Regions from separate parts of the Oryza sativa genome. Here region 2 is linked to region 1. Evidence: chromatin contacts called from public ChIA-PET data. All regions are on one chromosome and are shown on one strand. Each heading gives the region's core, a stretch centred on a gene start, on an enhancer-like site or on the middle of the called end of the contact. The rest is flanking DNA. Distances are from core to core; before and after follow the strand shown.

Region 1 (2,839 bases), core at 112-2,611:
TCTCCTTTGACAGCAAGTTTTTTCTGACAATTGTTAAGCTAGATTGACAGAGAAAGTTAGATTTGTTTTCTTTTACTACCAAATGATAACTCCCCTTGCTATGCAAGGCTAAAATCCCCATTGCCAAGGATCTAAACGCTCCCTTAGTAACTTTATGTACACAGGATAAGCAAAAAAAAAAATGCATAGCATATTAGACAGTATCAGCCTAAATTTGCACCTTGGTTGACTCAGCCAAAGTTAGCACGCTGAGTTGCTTCAGCTTCCGGACTTGATCAGGTAACAATGCAGGGAGATTGCCAGAATTACCTACATGTATGAAAATTAAAAACAATTAATGAAACAGTAAATGTTCATGTTCTGCACTTATCTGATATTACTATAAACAGAGAATACCACAAACTGCAGACCGTTTTAATGACATGCCGATGAGAGAGGAAACAACAAAATTCTAGCAACCACAGCCTGACACACACTGATCATATTGGTGGGTGAAAAGGCAAATTGATTGTCACAGCTCAAATTATGATTTCAAGCACAGAAATGTGATAATTCTATCCACATATTGTTGCAGAATATAAACCATAAGACAAAGATGAATTATGATTAATTAGTATGTGAATCCCATCAAAAAATTAACCTATAACAATATAACACAAAAAAAAAGTGTGAATTAACATTAACACAAATCAGCACTATTGTTAACCATTAAACATATGGGCTATGGCCCTCACATGCCAATCGCGTCCATGGTAAGCGGCTATTTCATAGGGCGTACCCCTAACACACAACAACAAGACAATGCACTAGACTCACGCACCAAATAAGCATACACATATGACGCATGACAACACATACATAAGGGCAATGTAATGTACGAATCGCAACGGGAGGGGGTGATCTTACTCTTGTAGTCCTTCAATGTCCCATAGGCGAAGAGGCGGAGCACGTCCAGAGACGACGCATACTGCGTTCCAGTGAGCTGCATCAACGAACTGACATTAGATCGAAATCAGAGGGGGGAGGAGAGGTGGTCCACCCCCAAAACCCTAACCCTAAACACGCGCGGCGCGGCGGGGCGCAGGCGGAGCGAGAGGCGGGGGGTCCCTTATACCTTGGAGAGGGCGGGGAGGGAGAGGAGCTCGGAGAAGGCGAAGAGGGCCGGGTGGGAGGTGGCCTCGAGCACGAGCGCCGCCAGCTGCGGCGCCGACGAGGAGAGGGCGGCCGCCTGCGCGGAGAACTGCTCGATCAGCTCCGCCTGCCGCCGCTCCGCGTCCATCGCCATCGCCGCCGGCGATTTGCCCGGGGGGCTAGTACGCGCTAGGGTTTGGGGGATCGGGGTTTCGCTTTCTTTTCGGTTTCGTTCGCCTCGGTGATATTCTCTGTGTTTTGTGGGATTGTAGTGGGGAGAGTGGGTTTCGGGTTCGGTTGGGCTCCACGGTGGTGGGTGGTGCTGGTGTCCGGCTCGTTGCCGCATACTCGTGCTCGGGAGTCGGGGCCTGGAGGGCCACGGTCGCTTGGGCTGCGTGTCGACGTGGGGGATTGCTGCCATTAAGAATGCATCTTCCCCGTTTAGACACCAATTTTTTTTTAGCCTTCTTATTACTCCTCCTCCATCTGCTTTTGATAGTCATATTTTATCTTGACACACAGATCAAGGATAAATAATTCTACTTATCATCCATTTAAACATGCTACTAGTCATTTCTCGTAAACAAGCGATTCATTAATATTTACATTTCTCGATGCCCATGCAACCAATCTTGTGTGGAAGAATGGAGAGTCATGCATTAAATCTGAGAAAGTCATTAAGATGATAAGTTGTTGGATTGAAATATGCCTATCAAAAATAAATTTTTCAAATTTGAAAATATAACTATCAAAAGTAGATGGAGAGAGTATTATACTGCCAAAATAAACATTTTTCAAATTTTAGCAATACCAAAATTTTGTCAAGTTGACAATATTACTAAATTTTGATAGGATAGAGCGATAGACTAAATATGTTGTTGTCAAAATTCTCTAGGCATTAACAATGTTTGGTAACAAACTAAATACATTCACATGTTACATGTTTAGCTCATCCACATACATATTTTTGGATAGCCGATATAATTCGTTGCCTAATCTGTTCTACCTCATCAATGATCTGGGTATCGACTGCATCAGATCCAAGAATTACTTTCAGGGACTTGATTAGATCAGCTAGATGTTTGACAGAAGATTTGAGCTATGATCTCTGATCCTCAGTAGCTTTGGGCAGATCGGCAAGTTTATGTTCTTCAATAGCAATATGTGCATTGCACTGCTCCAATTCGGCTAGGAGTTCTATCTTCCGAGTATTCAGCCGATCTATGTTGGCTTGAGTGGACCTTGGACCAGCTTCCAACTCATCAAGTTTTGCCTTTTCTTCATTAATAGAAGTCCTACTAGCCTGGATGGTGGCCTCAAGATCTTTTCTTTCACGGCGATCAGCAACCCTTTGTTTAGCCTTTTCAAGCTTGAGCTGATGCTGTTCGAGGTATGCCGCTGGGGTGATAACATCGGCTAGTTCATCTGGGAGTTGGTCGTAGATTACAAGGAATCTATCTCTGATTGATCCACAACTGACCACCAGAGTTTCTAGGGAGCCTTCAAGCCACTTTGAGATATCCAGCAAGGTTGTTTTCACATTATCGGCTAGAGGCACCAAGGCTTTACTTGTAGTTTCTTCCTCTTCATCCATAAACTACCTGATGTCAAAAGAAAACATATCGGCTAGAACATGAAAAAGGGGAATATTGAGGTTACTGATTAGTAGAAGTAACATGATAGCCGATATGATTTGTGGATTCAAAAG
Region 2 (2,800 bases), core at 48-2,547, 52 kb after region 1:
GGCTGCGGCGGGCCGGGCGGAGGCTGCGCGACGGCTGCAGCGAGCGAAGGCCGCGGCTGCGGCGAACGACGGGGTGGGCGGAGGGCGACGGCTGCGCGACGGGGCAGGCGCCGTCTAAGCCTCCCGTAGCGGCGAGCGGCGGTGGGACGGCGCGCGGCGGAGGCGGCGCAGAGGGCGGCGGCGGCGGCCTGGGGGCGACGGCGGCCGGCGCGGCGGCGGTCTGGGGGCGGCGGCTTGGGGGCGGGAGAAAATTGACATTGTGCCATTCTCAAAAGTGGGTTTCGTCCAAATGCCACGCTGGGAGTGGGCTTTATTAAAATGCCATTTTCAATCGAAGACTACACGCTATAATGCCCGAACGGACAAAAATACCCCTGTTACTACCTTCTTCCACCTCTGACAAGGGATGCCGAGCCGGCTCGCCTCTGCCACGCCCACCTCATCCGCCTCTACCTCCGCTCCCCTTCCTCCCCGACAACCCCCGCCTCGTCCGCCTCCATCTCCGCACCACTTCCTCCCCGCCTCGACCGTCCCCAACCGACGACCCCGTGGTCACGCTCCACGCCATCCGCGCCACCGACGCCGACGTCGGCGGTCTCTGTCTTTCATGCCAACCCGCCGTCCTAGCCACTCCCGTTCTTCCAGGCGGCGGAGGCGCACCCGCACGGCGGAGTCGTTGGTGGGCATGGCCATGGCGAAGGGGCGGCGCGGTGGTCATCGGAGGTGCAGGCGACGGCGGCGGTGGCCGGGACGGGTGCGGGGGCTCGCGGAGGGCGGGGCTGGGATGGTGGCGGATGGGAGGGGGCACGGGGAGGGGAGCCATGGGAGGGGTCCCCGCAGGGCCTGTGGCCTGTGGTTCTCCATGGAGGAGAGCTCGCGCGAAGGCAGATGGTGGCCGCCGGCGAGAGCTGATGGTGATGGAGGGAGGAAGAAGATGAGAGGAGGGTAATTTGGTCCGAGATAGTATTTTAGCGTGTAACCATGTGTTGAAAGTGGCATTTTAACGAAGCCCACTTCCAGCATGGCATTTGGGCGAAACCCACTTTTTGAGGATGGCACAATGTCAATTTTCTCCGGGTGAGAGAGGAGAGAGATGGTGGGGCCCACATTTGGCTATTCTGATTGGATGGCTAAATTTGGGGGGAGGAGTTTGGGCAGGCATTTAACTTGGCCATTTGAGTAGAGAGTCTGTTGGACTGCTATTTTGTGCTGAAGTTGTTAAAATTTAACTTGTAGAGTTTGACGGAGAACTGTTGGAGATGCTCTAACATATTCCTCCGGTTCCTAATTGCCTATCACGCACGCCCCAATGCGGCGATTCTGTCACGTTCCGCTCTGCCGGCGAGTGGCCGCCGCTTCCCACGGCGGCCACCCCCACCAGCCGCCGCTCCCGCCGCCGGAGTGGATCGAGCCGTACACCGACCTCTCGGACCCCCGCCCGTACGCCGCCTCCTCCGCCTCCTCGTCCCCCACCCCGTCGCCGTGGCTCGCCCGCGTCGTCTCCCTCATCCTCCGCTCCCCTCCCGCCACGCTCGCCGCCGACCTCCGTGCCTTCTGCGCGACCTTCCTCCTCCGCCTCTCCCCGGCCTTCGTCGCCGCCGCGCTCCGCTCGCCGCACCTCCTCCCCAACCCGCTCCCCTCGCTCCACTTCTACCGCTCCCTCCCCAGCGCCGTCGCCGCCGACCTCCTCTCCCACCCGCACCATCTCGTGAGCTGCTACGTCTCGCTGCTCCGCTCCTTCGCCCACTCCTCCTCCTCCTCCTCCAGGGAGGCCACCCCCGACGCCGCCGCCGCGGCGGCGCACGCGCGGCAGCTCGTCGCCGAGCTGCGCGCGCACGGGGACACCGCCTTGCGGCACCTCACGCCGTCGTCTTCGGCGTCTCTGATCCGCAGCCTCGCGGCTCTCGGCCTCGCCGAGGAGCTCCTGTGGGCGTGGAAGGCCATGCGCCTCGCAGGCGTCGAGCCTTCCAGGCTGATCTACAACTGCCTTCTCGACGGCCTCGTTAACGCTGGCCTTCTTGATACCGCCGTCAACGTGTTCGACGCAATGTCCACGGAGGATCAAGTGCGTCCTGACGTGGTCTCCTACAACATTCTCATCAAGGGGTACTGCCGCGCCGGGAGGGCGCATGATGCGATGGCGCGGCTCAGCGAGATGCAGGAACAGGCGAAGCTCACACCGGACAAGGTGACGTACCTTACACTGATGCAGTGCCATTACAGTGAAGGCACGTTTCCGGTGTGCATTGGTTTGTTCCAAGAAATGGAGGAGAGGGGAATGGGGAACGACATACCACAACATGCTTATGTTTTGGTGATTGGAGCACTCTGCAAGGATGGGAAGCCATTCGAGGGAATGGCTGTGTTTGAAAGGATGCTGAAGCGAGGTTGCGCAGCCAATGCAGCTATATACACTGCACTCATTGACTCGATGGGTAAATTTGGAAGAGAGAAGGAGGCAATGGCACTCTTTGAGAGGATGAAAGATAGTGGGCTTAAGCTCGACTCAGTCACATATGGAGTGATCGTTAACTGCTTGTGCCGCTTTGGTAAACTAGATGAGGCAGTTGCATGCTTCAGAAGTTGTCAAGAGAAGGGGATTGCAGTGAATGCCATCTTCTATACAAGTTTGATAGATGGTTTTGGAAAAGCTGGAATGGTCGACCAATCAAAGGAGCTATTTGAGGAGATGATTGCTAAAGGTTTTGTGCCTGATTCATACTGCTACAATGTGCTGATTGATGGATTAGCCAAATCAGGAAGAATGGATGATGCATGTGCCTTGTATAAACGGATGGAA

What was found. ChIA-PET counts read pairs in DNA pulled down with a chosen protein or histone mark.
Region 2: an H3K9ac ChIA-PET map of seedling shows a contact between it and region 1, with 6 times the contacts expected there. The contact joins the promoter of LOC9268686 here to the promoter of LOC4343271 in region 1. A contact is called at or near these places in 6 of 15 Hi-C or Micro-C datasets (leaf, leaf mesophyll, panicle and 1 more) and 3 of 4 datasets of contacts at active chromatin or transcription factors (leaf and seedling).

What each region holds. Positions count from the first base shown.
Region 1 is chr7:18,481,873-18,484,711 of ASM3414082v1, forward strand. It overlaps LOC4343271 (COP9 signalosome complex subunit 7), which reads right to left and starts at 1,362. Exons shown (of 9, transcript XM_015789349.3): 1 at 1,115-1,362; 2 at 907-982; 3 at 221-309. The coding sequence starts at 1,285. It overlaps LOC107281688 (a long non-coding RNA gene), which reads right to left. Exons shown (of 4, transcript XR_001547449.3): 4 at 2,011-2,732.
Region 2 is chr7:18,533,688-18,536,487 of ASM3414082v1, forward strand. LOC9268686 (pentatricopeptide repeat-containing protein At1g03560, mitochondrial) reads left to right here and starts at 1,298. Exons shown (of 1, transcript XM_015789484.3): 1 at 1,298-2,800. The coding sequence starts at 1,310.